Regions from separate parts of the Drosophila melanogaster genome. Here region 2 is linked to region 1. Evidence: chromatin contacts called from public HiChIP or PLAC-seq data. All regions are on one chromosome and are shown on one strand. Each heading gives the region's core, a stretch centred on a gene start, on an enhancer-like site or on the middle of the called end of the contact. The rest is flanking DNA. Distances are from core to core; before and after follow the strand shown.

The links. HiChIP or PLAC-seq counts read pairs in DNA pulled down with a chosen protein or histone mark.
Region 2: a POLR2A S2P HiChIP or PLAC-seq map of the Kc167 cell line shows a contact between it and region 1, with 2.2 times the contacts expected there. The contact joins the promoter of DhpD here to the promoter of CG41128 in region 1. A contact is called at or near these places in 1 of 107 Hi-C or Micro-C datasets (the ML-DmBG3-c2 cell line) and 1 of 6 datasets of contacts at active chromatin or transcription factors (the Kc167 cell line).

What each region holds. Positions count from the first base shown.
Region 1 is chr3R:3,747,997-3,754,750 of dm6, forward strand. It overlaps CG41128, which reads left to right and starts at 2,367. Exons shown (of 2, transcript NM_001015402.3): 1 at 2,367-2,543; 2 at 4,171-4,357. The coding sequence starts at 2,462. The coding sequence ends at 4,307.
Region 2 is chr3R:4,223,744-4,230,728 of dm6, forward strand. DhpD (Dihydropterin deaminase) reads right to left here and starts at 5,495. Exons shown (of 5, transcript NM_141182.3): 1 at 5,302-5,495; 2 at 4,985-5,245; 3 at 4,737-4,891; 4 at 4,405-4,678; 5 at 3,644-4,349. The coding sequence starts at 5,400. The coding sequence ends at 3,792. It overlaps aux (auxilin), which reads left to right. Exons shown (of 13, transcript NM_164317.3): 9 at 856-1,265; 10 at 1,323-1,696; 11 at 1,755-2,716; 12 at 2,787-2,948; 13 at 3,008-3,775. The coding sequence ends at 3,118.

The DNA.
Region 1 (6,754 bases), core at 1,117-3,616:
ATTATTATTTGAAAATAGATTAGAAATAGCTATGTACATATTATCACAAAAATAAATTTCAAAAATTACTTTATATAAGAATATTTGTCATTAGAGTATTCATCTTGCAGCGTGTGAAAAATTAATAGGGCAATGATTGTAGAGTGCTTGTGTCCGCACTTCGTGCCTGAACAAAGCAAAGACACTAGAATAATTCTATTTATTAAATCATTTGACTTAATATGATGTAAAATTAACATTAAAAGTGTTTCAAAAAAAATATTTCGCTTTTTAAAAATTGTCAGATGAGAGACAAATTAGAATTAAACATAAATATAAATTTGTAAACGGTAGCTAATTCGAGCGGCAATTTTAACAAACAAATTTAAAAAGCTTTAAAATTATAATAGTCAGGGCGCGAATTTTTAAAAATTATTTTATTATATCATATTGCTACGAAATTGGCAAAACTACCCTAATATGTACAATGTAAATTCGTTTCTTCGATCAGAATTGATTTCGACCCGAAAATCGTCTATCTATTACGCACAAATATAAGCGTTCTCGTCTCCTGTTTTTACTCACACAAGCAAGCAAATTCTATTTTTAGATTTCTTACGCTCTCAGCGTGAGCGAGCGGAAAGAGAGCAATTTTGGCCGTCACTAAAAAAGTGGCTGCATAGTGCCAAACCAATGTATGGCCGTTACGCATCTTGTTCTTCTAGTGTCTTTGATCTGAGAAACAGGTATGAAATATTAGTGGATATCGAATATTGTTTAAGCTAATCTGTGCGTGCACGTCCAAGGGTAAAAAGAATTGGAAAATGTTGTCTCCTCGAAAACTGTTGAGCATAACTTAATATGCCTTTTTATAATCACTAAACATAAAAAATCTTTAGGATACAGTGCTCTGGGAACGAAGTAATACATAGCATCCGTATTGTTATTACATTGGTGCAGGACATGTATTAGCCTATATTATTTATAAATTCCTCAACTTTCTGCAAAAGTGTGAATAGTTTTTTCTTAACCTGGGCCGTTTAATTTTGTTAGTAGGCCCAAAATGAAGTAAACTTTAGGTGAAACAAGAAGGAATATATAGGATATATATATATGTAAATATATATATATATATAAATATGTATATATAAATATATATAGTTATATATAAGTTAATATATTATAAACATGATATAAGAGACCGATTATGTCTGCGTTTTATACTACCTGTAATTAAAAAAAGACTTGTTGGAAAGTTTCATTCATATATACAGTTTGTCAAGAAACTGTTTACACACTGTGAAATAAGTTGAATTTTTGAATTTAAAGGTAAAAATTAAGAGTTTTTTGCTTAATTAAACGCAATTTTTTATAAAATATAGTTAAACAATATTTATTTTACTTATAAGTCAAAAAAATATTAATTATACAACAAAATAAACAAGAAATTCCAAGTTTACACACTTTTGAGACTGTCAAGAAACTCTTTACACAAAACACTAAATCGAAGTTTACTCCTAAATTTTTAAATTATTTCATAAAAATGTTAAAAATTTTAGTATGTAGTATGTGCAATGTACGCACCTGGCTCCTTTATAACTGTGGTAAAGTGATCGATAAGCCCCCTTAGAGTCCTGATCTGAACCCCATTGAAAATTTGTGGACCTACTTAAAGAAGAAGGTGGCAAAAAGGGCCCTAAAACACGACAACAGCTTATGACTGCAATAGTCGAATGGTGTGAAAAGATCCTGCTTGAATATGACCTACAAAAACTTATCCATTCCATGAAAAAAAAGGCTTCAACTTGTAGCGTAAGCCAACGGGGAACATACTACATACTAAAACTTTTAAAATTTTAATGAAATAATTTAAAAATTTAGGAGTAAACTTCGATTAAGTGTTTTGTGTAAAGAGTTTCTTGAAGTGTGTAAACTTGGAATTTCTTGTTTATTTTCTTGTATATTTAATATTTTTAATTTGTTTTTTGATTTATACTTAAAATAAATGTTGTTTAATTATATTGAATAAAAGAATTGCGTTTAATTAAGCAAAGAACCCTTCATTTTTACCTTTAAAATCAAAAATTCAACTTATTTCACAGTTTCTTGACAAACTGTAATTAGTTTCTTAGCTTTGAAGCGTAGAAGCCAGTTTGCAAAAGGAAGGACAGGAGGGCATGGTTATATTGACTTGGCTATTCGTACTTATTAAGAATGTAGTGTTTTTATACAGCCGTAAATGTCTTCTTTAATGCCTCGCAACTTTTTTAAAGATATTAAAATATTCTCTGCGAGGTTATAATATGAATCCGTGTTTCTCTCTCCATAGTTTCTTAATTGTTGGCAACTTATCGACGTTATCTTGACGCACATCGAAATTTACAAAGTACTGGTATTACCCATTGGCCAGTGCGCGTTTGACTACTAATAATTTTACGTTAATAATTTTTTAAGTCCTTTTAACGTTGTTTTGGCAATAAAAATGACTTCTCGCGATAATATTTTCGAGGAAAAAATATGCAATAGATTAGATCATTGCGTTTCTGATGTATTAATTAAAGGATGTGAGTACGAACATTTACGTAACATTTTTAAACCGTGGTATTTGCATATTGAAATATCAATTTTTAAAAGCAAAATCAAAACGGTATTTTAAATGGCATTTATTACCATTTTTAATAACCCAGCATATGATGTATGAAAAATTATAATTTGGCTAGGCTAAGTTGTATAAAGTTGTATGGCATGAGTAGACAAGTGTATTGTTTAAATCTTGCAAACTAAAAATAATTTTATAATTAAAATGGTTTGCTTAAGCTAAACATTCAGAAACGTAATCATACCTCGCAGATTTCCAAAAAACATCAAAATATGCCGAAGTTCGGGATATAAAATAATTTTTTATTTGAATTGTTGATAGAATTATGCAAATAACAATTTTAATATTTCGTTGCAAATCCTTGCTGTCTATGAAAATTTGCAGGCTATTAGGAAACGAGTTGGCTTAGTAAGAGGCAAAGTTGTTTGCGATTTTCACTTTCTCAGCATTTTGTTTTAAAACGGTTTGGTATCCAAATTTGCAACTTTCTTCAATCTTACTCTACTCATTGTTCTTGAGGCTTTTAAAGCTAACTTTTTTGTGAAAATCTTTGGTATGCGGTGTATTACACGTTTTTCCTAGTTCGGCCTTGCGAAAAACTTTTAAGATCGGAATCTTTTGAATAATTTCGTGCACATTGGACTTCCTCCATCCCACCAATTCTGTAATTTTCAAACTGATGTTTCTTCATAAATCAATCAGCTGTGGAATTTCCAAGGACGATTGCTACCCTTTTGGAGTCATTCCAAAGCCCACAAGCCAGCTCACAGAAGCTGGGGTCGGAAAAATCGAATTTTAGATATTTGAAAGCTAAAATCGTTTGCCCACCAATTAGTTTTTATGCCCACGTCCAGATTTCGAGATCTGTATTTTCGAAAAAGAAAATTCGCGAAAATAAAAACGTTGACTTTTTCTATCGTTTTTTTTTTATACCTAATTTATTTTTGTAACCTTAAAAAATACCTGTTTAAAAATATTTATCGTTTGCCCAACCTTTTAAAGTAACTAATTTTGTTAAGCCACCTCTCGAAATATTATTTTTTTCAATTAATAACATTTCATTACCATTTGATAAAACGGTTTTTAAGAATCGATATCATCCTTTAAAATTAGATTTGCCCATACTTTAACATTAGTTTTCATCATTTGTCTATCCTTTAAAATTTTTTTTATTTGCACTTCCATTTTTCTATCGTTTTATTTAATACTTAATTTATTTTTGTAACATTAAAAAATACCTGTTCAAAAATATTTATAGTTTGCCCACCCTTAAAAGTAACTAATTTCGTTAGCCCACCTCTCGAAATATTTTTTTTTTCAATTGCAAAAAAAAACTAATTTGTCGGCAACCATGGGCAAACAATTCCATTTATCAAATTTCGATTTTCCGACCCCAGCTTCTTTGGGATCCACCGACCACCCAATACTGCCACAACCACAATTTTTAAAAATGTGTTGAAAATGTTGATTTTACTATTTGTCTTGCCAAACATATCTAAAAAAATCGTACCAAGCTCACTCTAATATTAGCTCAATTAAATAATTTAACTAATTAAATTAAATTGGATAAATAAAATACCACTTTTTTTCAGGTGGAGGCGTAATTATTGGATCTGCTGTATCTTTCTTAATTTTAAAGAGACGAGCATGGCCTGTATGGCTCGGCGCTGGATTTGGAATGGGCATCGCTTATAGGACGTGTGAAAAGGATTTAAATTCTTTAAAATAAAGATTATTACCTTTTAATTCAAATAAAATATTTAATTGAGTAATGAAAATAATATACTTATTTAGTGCTTATTAATACTGAGGCCTTAAGAGTGTTGAATTATGTGATTTTCCAAAAATATTCCAAAAAAGACAATTTAATATTATAATCCATTTGTGATCACCATTATCCGTCTTGAAGAGAAATCTATTTTGCATGTTATACACCATGTCAGGATACGATTATTTTAAGAAGCTCTCGGAGAGCTCTAGAGAAAGCAGCTCTTTTGTACGCTAAGGCTGACGACAGAGTGTGTTCGAGAAGCGATAATATTGCGCGAAAACGAGCGATAAACCACTGCATGCATTTTTAAGTGGAATCGCTCGAAAGATGTCAGAGTGAGAGCGAAGCGAGTTACGACCTCAAGCGATAAAGCGAGAGAGCAGTTTACAATCTGCTTTATCGCTTCAACTCGCTCAGAGCTTACGATTTTTTTGTTATATTCTGTGCTTTATTTACATAATTTATTAATTTTTGGCAAGGCAGTTTAACAAAATTTGTCGAATTCTTCGTCAAACGACTTTTAATTTTATTTAAAATATAATAAAAAGTCGAAATAGACATCCGCGCATAATTAAAAAACCTTTCTGGGTGGTTTCGTAAGTCATTATATAAATTATTGAGTCCGCATTTTTCATTTCTGTTGCAGTTAAGGGGGTGGACGCCACAAATTAACAGAAAGTTACTAGTTGCGCTTGATCCTCGTCCGAATCCATCACGTTCACCTAAATAAGCCATGTAGCTCGTTTGTCGCAAAGCTCTCACTCTGCCAACTTGCTTCTCGCGCGCACTCTGCCGTCAGCCTAAAAGCTAGAAGATTGAGATTAAGCATACACTTTTCAGAGACAAAGACGCAGCGCAAGTTTGTTGACCTATGTTGCCACGCCCACACTTTTGAAAAATGAGTTGATATTTTTTCGCAATTTTTTATTGGTCTTGTAAATTTCTATCGACTTGCAAAAAACATTTTTTCCACGCCCACTCTAACGTCCACACTTTGGAAAAAAATCACCCATAAACCCGTAAACTAACAACGAATAGTCAAAATGCTAGAGGCTTGCGTAGCAATCTAACCAAAATGTATTGTGATAGTCTTTCCTTTGCATCCCATATAATAGTGTTCACAGAGACTTGGTTAAAGCCGGAGATACTTAACTCCGAAGTCTTCGTAGGTATGTACACAATATACAGGCATGACCGTCCCTCTCGACGGGGAGGTGGATTGCGGTAAGATGTACCCTCCCCGGAGGAGTTAATTTTTGACGAGACCCGTAATTTAGAATTCATTTGTGTAAAGCTGTAATTTTCCGACAGATCAGTTTATATTACCTGCTCGTATATTCCGCCATCTTCTAAATTCCCAGAATATCTGAATCATCTGTCCGCAATCCAATCCATCTTGAATAAACTTTCTGACAGGGACCAATTGCTAGTTCTAGGTTATTTTAATATACATGGCACAACGTGGTCCCCAGAAGAAAAATCGAATATCCTTCTCCCTTTAGCACAAAATGACTTTATTGACGGCTTGCTCGACTTATCGTTGTCGCACGTTAATTATATTCGAAACTCTCTTGGTCGACTGTTGGATCTATGTCCTGTTAACAAGTCCTGAAAGTGTGTTTCTGTTCAGGGTAGCACATCTTACTCAACCTGAAGATCCATATCATCCTACTTTCGAGGTGGCAATCGACATAGGTAAGGTATTAAAAGTAAATTCAGAGAAGTCAACAAATCGAATTCCCTGTTTTCGCAAGACAAATTTTCGGAGGCTACATTTTAATTTTTATTTTAATTTTATAGCTGGCTTTAATTGGTCCGATCTTTACTCCTGCAACATAATGACGTATTCTATTAATATGTTTTACACCGCAATTAAATCATTTTTTGACTCTTGTGTTCCGATGTACTATCCGTCAATCTTAATAAAGAGTTGATAACCTAAGAAATGTAAAGTCGGTTTACATTTCTCATATCGGTAATATCGGTTCTCAGTCCATCCTTTGTAAATATTTAAGCGCTCGGTTAAACTTTACTGTGCTTAATGCTCAGTGCTACAAGAATTATTTAAACCGTTGTAGGTTTCAGTTTGCACAGGATCCGAATCAGTTTTATAATTTCGTTAGCACTAAGCGATAAACAAGTTTTTACTACGGTAACATCTGATCAGACAATAGCCGATCTATTCGCCAAGTTTTTTCAAACAAGATATTCAACTTTACCTCATTCCGAACAGCCATACTCTTATGCGGTATCTAAGTCGAATCTAATATTTTGCCCCACTATAAACGAAAGCTCACTGCTTAACGATCTTCAGCGTGTTAAACCGGTCTATTCGCCAGGTCCCGATGGAATCCCTGGCTGTGTGCTCAGATTCTGTGCGGAAGCCTTGCGCAAACCTCTACTGA
Region 2 (6,985 bases), core at 4,245-6,744, 480 kb after region 1:
CCAAATATAACTATTTTTGACCCATCAGTCCAAAAGATATTACGCCATTTGAAGACTGACCAGTTTCGGTAGGTTTTAGCGAAGTTTAACCTTGCCTGAATATGCCTTGGGCTAAGTAGGGGCACCTTTCGTGGACTTCTCGCACTTAAATTTTGATTAAGTAGTCGTCCCCGAACTGTAACGTCACTGATTCCCAAGTTCAGCTCAGACTTTATGACCCTAGAGGATGCGAAAGGATAGACTTTGCTGTAACGAACTAAGCGTGGATCCTCTATATCTGTGGTTTTACGTTTGGAGCCACGGTTTTCGGGCTTCCTTTCATATTTAATGGCATTGAATACCATTTTGGCAGAACATTGAAGGGTTTTTTTAATGTCCTTATATGTTTTTCCGTCCTTTCTTAGCTTAAGAATTAACATTCTTTTCTCCTGGGAGCAGTTCTGTTGTCTACCCACTAAAATATAATTTTTTTAATTTATTTCCCTCACTTTTTAGAAAACATTGAAAATTTCGGGACTTAACGTTCCATTCCATTTTACACTAATAAGTGGAATAAAAAGTCGATTCCCAAAAGGGACATTCAAAAATACCTTTGTATTACATAGTTTCCCTCGCACTGTTATTTTTATGAACACAGCAGTAGGTTTATTGTGTAAAGACCAACCTTTGACATATGTACATATCATGACCGAAAACAGTTGGGTTTATGTTTTAGCTGGTATCAAATGTATGTGCCCGAACTTTTGGTGTATATCGAAAAGAAAAAATTTTGTTTTCTTCGCGCTTGAAAAACATTTTTACATTTAAGGACTCTTATATAATGAAATACAAATGAAATCTTGATTTTTTCATTAGGGCCTTTTTACCGTATCAGCCGACATGTACAATTTTCTAAATGCGGACCCCAAATCTGTCGTTATCGTGCAGACTGGAGACTCGGGTGGATGCACTGCTGCCACCGTTATATGCGCGCTTCTTATGTATGCAGATTTGCTGCGGGAGCCGGAGGACGCGGTGCAAGTCTTCGCCGTTAAGCGGCATACCATTAACCTCCGCCCCTCCGAGTTCCGTTACCTGTATTACTTCGGTGACATCCTGCGGCCCACGCCCCTGCTGCCGCACTATAAGAACACAACCCTTGTTTCACTCAGCTGCCAGCCTGTGCCCAGAATGACCAAGGCACGCGACGGCTGTAGGATCTATATGGAGGTTTATTGTAATGGAAACTTGCTACTCAGCACTCTACAGGACTATGAAAAAATGCGGTAAGAATTAGAGCAAGACATATTTGTAAATTACTTTTGGTTGACCAACTCTTGCAGGTTGTATCAGGCCGGCCCCGGCAAAATAGTTCTGCCGATTAACTTGACCGCATGCGGTGATGTGACAGTGGTATTATTTCACGCCCGCAAAGGAATGGTGCGACCACAAGGCCTCAAGATATGTCAGTTCCAATTCAACACGGGATTCATCCCCGAACCAGAAACGTTGATTACATTCACAAACCAGGACTTGGATGATCTGCCAGACCCTGAGCAGGTGACACCTCGGTTCTGCGTTTCACTTTCTCTGGCTGTTACTGACTCGGAATCACCTCCCAGCCATAAGCCACCATGGATGCCAGCCAAGCCCAAGCGGTCACCCGCCGCTTTGTTCAGCTCAGATTTGGAGTATGCAGAAATGCTCGACAATTTTGGTAAGTGCGTGTGCTCGTTGGCTCTGTGCATTATGGTTAATTTTGTTGCGTGTTCTAGTAACCAAGCCTAGCACGCGTTCCTCACCACCACCAGGTGCCCGCAAGAGTGATCGCGTCAGCTCTCCGCTCGTTTTGCCCGACGTCACGGAGACCGCCCACGAACTGCCTTCGCCCATGCCAGAGCCATCTCCGCCCATAGACTTGCTCAATTTAAACCAGCAGCCCAGTGACGTACCAGCAGCAGATCCGTTAACCAGCGCTAAGCCCAGCACAGATGCCAGCTTTGACTTGCTAGGGGCCTTCGGTGATGATGACTCTACGGGCATAGGATCTGCGCCAATTCCTGACATACTGCCACCACCGCCACTGCAGCAGCCGCAACCAAAAATAAACAATGACCCATTCGACATATTTGGATCTGTGGACCAAGGTGGCGTGCCCAGCATGAAGCCATCAGGCTTTCCACCTTTCGTTGGCTCCTTACCAACTTTTGTTGCTCAGCCAGCGGCTACCACCAATCCTTCACCAACTCATCCGGCAAGGGCATCTGCAGATCCATTTGCGAACATCGCCGACCTGGCGACAGGGCTCAACTTAAACTTTAACCGCAGCACGCTAAGTGGAAAGTCTCCCGTCAACACTAGTCCGCAGCCTACTCAGTTCTCAAGCCCCACTCACAAGCCATCGCCATCCTCGCAACCACAAGCAACGTTTATGCATACACCGCCGACACCGCAGACTCTGCCCTCGACATCGTCTATCAGGACGCCGACGCAGCCACAGGCGGTACCTGCTCAATCAAGACCAGACTACAGTCGACTTCACTTTGATTCTCAGAAAGCAGCCCAGCAACCGGGCACTGGCGGGTCCAAGAACTCTGACATATTTGCTGACATTCTGGGCCAACAAGGATACTCCTTTGGCAGCAAAATGAACCAGTGTCCACGATCCATCAATGAAATGCGCAAGGAAGATTTGTTCAAGGATATGGACCCGAAGAAAGTGCGGATTATGGAATGGGTATGTGCAAACGAAAACTTACAAGAAAAAAACTTCGTCGTTAGTAAATTAAAACTAAACTAATTTGCAGACTGATGGTAAGAAAAACAACATCCGTGCGCTTCTCTGCTCTATGCACACAGTGTTGTGGGACAATGCCAAGTGGCAGCGCTGCGAGATGTCCACCATGGTGACACCGACCGAGGTTAAGAAAGCATACCGTCGCGCCTGCCTAGCAGTGCATCCTGATAAGGTATGTGACAAGATGTATGCAAAAACTAGGTGGTTTATGTTAATGCAATCTATTTTTAGCATAATGGAACAGAGAATGAAGAGATTGCCAAGCTTATATTTATGGAACTAAACAACGCATGGACAGATTTTGAAAACGATGCCACGCAGCAAAATATGTTTAATGCGTAAAACGCGTCTTATATCTACATATATATATATCACAGTTAGCCCGTATTTTCGTACTCTTAGCTGAATCTAATGTAAATTCATGTAAAAGTGTGAGCTTTAATCTTTAAAGTTGAAGTATTGGCATATGTATGCGTATGCAATTTAGATAGCTCAAACAAACTTTAAAAATTATGAACGCCCGAGGACATTCTACTTAATTTGCGTAACAGAAAACCCGAATCCAACATTCCCATTGCATCCAACAACAGTCCGCCCAAAAATAACGTCGGAAAGTTAAGAACAAAGCCTTCAGACTTCGGCGACTACCCAATGATTTCACGCCTTATCCATCAAACAATAGAGATCAATTATTCGTGTATATTAATATACACTTTTTCGCTGTAATTAGATTAATTGCGGTATGCCCTTGACCGATTAGTCAATATATGATTATATGATTAATCTATAAAGTGATGGAAGCAAAAAGTATGGCATTTGTACATAGCTGTTCCGAATATAAAATGTAAAACTAGTAAAAAACCATTTGCTTTTACTTTTTAGCTGTGTACATAAATAAGCATATTAGAGGTTATCTAAATTCCGTTTCAGCATTTAATGTTTGCCACTATAAAAATAAATTCTCTATACGTTTCCTTGTGAAATGCCACTGTTAAAGGTAGAACTGCTCTGTGACTCATTGGTATCCCTGTTTAATACGCTTGCCGGCCACGAAAACTTCTACAATGTTGCGGTCACTGCCTGTGTAAATGAACTTCTCCACCAGCTCATCGACGCTCAGCCTCCGCAAGGGTTTATCGACGACGCTGACATCCACCAACAAAGCATCGAAATCCTTCCCTAGAGCAAAGTTTCCGGTCAAGTGATCGAGGGACAGCGCTTTGGCGCCACCCAAAGTGGCCAAGTAGAGCGCCTGCTTGTACTTCAACTGATGGTAATTGAAATCTTGTGTTTTGGACACACCCGTCCCGCGGATGTTCTGCTTCTTAAAAAAGTCTAAGTGTTTTGACACGTCCAATGCGCGGAGCAGAACGTCCTGAATCGAGACGGAGTTTCCCCCCGAAACGTCTGTGCCGAGACCTACGCTCACGCCGCCGCTCACCAGCCGTTGGACATCGCACAGACCGGAGCTTAGCATTGTGTTCGAAGTGGGACAGTGGGCTACCGAGCACCCCCGGACTTTAAGAAGTGCCACCTCGTCGTCCTCCAGATGCACGCCGTGAGCCAGTACAGTCTGTAAGGTAGTAAAGGTTAAGAAAGGACACATACTGGAACCTAAAAGAGTTAACCTTATTCGTTAGCAGTCCAGCCTCGTCGTATGCTCCGGCATAGCTGGTCTTAAATATCCCCTTTACCATCTCGATCTCTTCCAGGTTTTCGCTGATGTGACTCTGGATATGCAGGTCAAATCGCTTTGCTATATCGCCCAGACTCTTTAGCAGCTCCTTGCTGCAGCTAAGGGCAAAGCGGGGCGTAATCGTTGGCATCACCATCGGGCTGCCGAGCTTCCGCACGCCCTCCACGAAAGCCAGGGTTGCACTGACCGACTCTTCCGCAGTCTCCCTGTGCAGAGCAACAACATTGAGTTGACCAGACCAAATCCGTCACGCTCTGTACTTACACGTAAAACTCGGGGCTGTTGCAGTTGGAGCAGACCTTGCCTATCAGTGCCCGCTGGCCTTGACGCACCGCCTCCCGCGCCAAGGTCAGCGTTGACTCCAGATGGTTGGTGGCGAAATAGGACGCCAGAGTGGTTCCGCACCGCAGTGTTGCTTCCTGGGGTGTAATATTATCATTATCAGCTAATAAAAATAGACGGCCGGTGCGACCCATCGATAAGACGTTTGTGTGCTCCCAAGTACTACTTACGACCACACCCTGGTAGACCTGCTGGGCGTATTGGTGGTTGGAAAACTTCGCCTCCAGCGGGAAAGTGTATGTGTTCAACCAGTCCAGAAGAGGCATGTCTAGTCCCAGTCCCAGTTGCGCAAACTGCGGGGCGTGTATGTGGCAGTCGACGAAGCCCGGCATGAGGAACTGGTAGTCCGACAGGTGAACCTCGGTCAGACCCTTGGCGTGGGCCGGATTGCTGCTTGCCCACGCATGGTAGTCTTGTCCCACTCCTATTATCTGTGAGCGAAATTGTTCATTGCTCATTGTTTTGTTCTGGGCATTAAATTGCCTACCTTGCCAGCGTCGTCCACTGCCAGGAATCCTCCTTCAAAGGACTCAAACTCGCTGAACGACTTGGTGTGCACGACAGTTCCAAGAAACACGGTTGCCATTGCTCTGATTTACTATCAGCGGGCTTAAACGTGCTGTACGACAGACTTGAGAATGTAATGATCAAGATCCGCTGAACAAGTTTTAAAACTCTCGCCTAGGTGCACGCGTCGCCCTGCGAATGTGCGCATAATCATACGGGGATGACACTTACTTTTTATTTCAAGGTTTAAATCGCTGGAAAGATTATTCCCAATCGTTTGGTCGTTACTTTAAATATTATTACTTATTACTGTTTTAATAAGCGATCGCTTGCACACGTGTGATTTATCGGTAAAAACTACAAAACAAGCAATAATTAACTTCAAAATAGCTGTTGCAAAACCATTAATTGTAAAATTGTATATTGGAATGAATATTGAAAAAACATAGAATACATTAATCATATGTTTAGCTAAGACAAAACCCCCTTTCTGGAAGTAAAGAAGAGTAAGAGTGACGGGTAAAAGAAATATAGCCATTATATAATTTACAGTTAGTCTAAGATTTCATTAGAATAAACATATTTGCACTGCTCGCACCTGTACATATGTAACCTTTACCTACCCTGTAGTCCCACAATTCATCGCTATTAAAAAATATTACATCATCTCTCTCTTAAAATTTTAAAGCGATGCTAATGTTCTTAATCATAACGAGGAATAAGCGATGATTTTGAAAACAAATTCATCGCTTTTTAATTTCTAACCGAAGGTCTCAGTATGCGATTTTTTATTTAATTGCAAATTTAAATTTAAATTTTAAATTTGTAATGTACATAGAACATGTTTGCAGATCACTTGCCTATAGACTTTTGTGAGAAGTAGACGCGATTTTGAGTGCTTGTTTTAAAAAAAAATTGTAAATATTTTGGAATTTAATTCAATAATAATTACAGGTAATGGATTTATTTTACAATAAGCAACAAACACTACTCACAGAAACGATAATTTAAGGTAAATTGGTTTAACTCGTTTTTGTATACATAATTATACATTATTTTACCTTAAGGTAAATCGGACATGTGAACTGAAAAGAAGCTGGTCCTAACTCCGTAGGACAGGACGCCAAAGACTCTGGAATTTCACATACATATATATGTATTTGTATTCTTAAATTTAAATCCTATGCATAATTTAAATAAGTCTAATTAAGAAAATACATTTTTATTAATAAATGACTGAAATTTCACTTTTTCATTAAAATTGATAGAGGATTAAGTGAATAAAAAGAGGTGTAGAGAGATGAATTGAGCTATCATTTATAGCGCTTATGCGTGATTTTGATTTTGCGCTATGCGATGATTTCCTAGAACATAGGTTCAGGTCATGGTTTTTTTTTTTAATACAAATTAACCTGTGATTAATTTGATCGAGATTTTTAATGATCAGTAATGAGCTGATGAAATCTGAATGAATGGAATGCAGGGAGGTAGTCATAATCCCAATGTTAAGTTCCCCTATAAATACTGAAGAATGAACTTACATATGTACATGTGCATTGGTGTACTTTTTTTAATCCCAAATATCGTCCAAATCAAAGAAAAGCATTTATTAAAGGTAAAAACGAGTGACGAACGCACATCAACATACATATGTACAAAAGTTT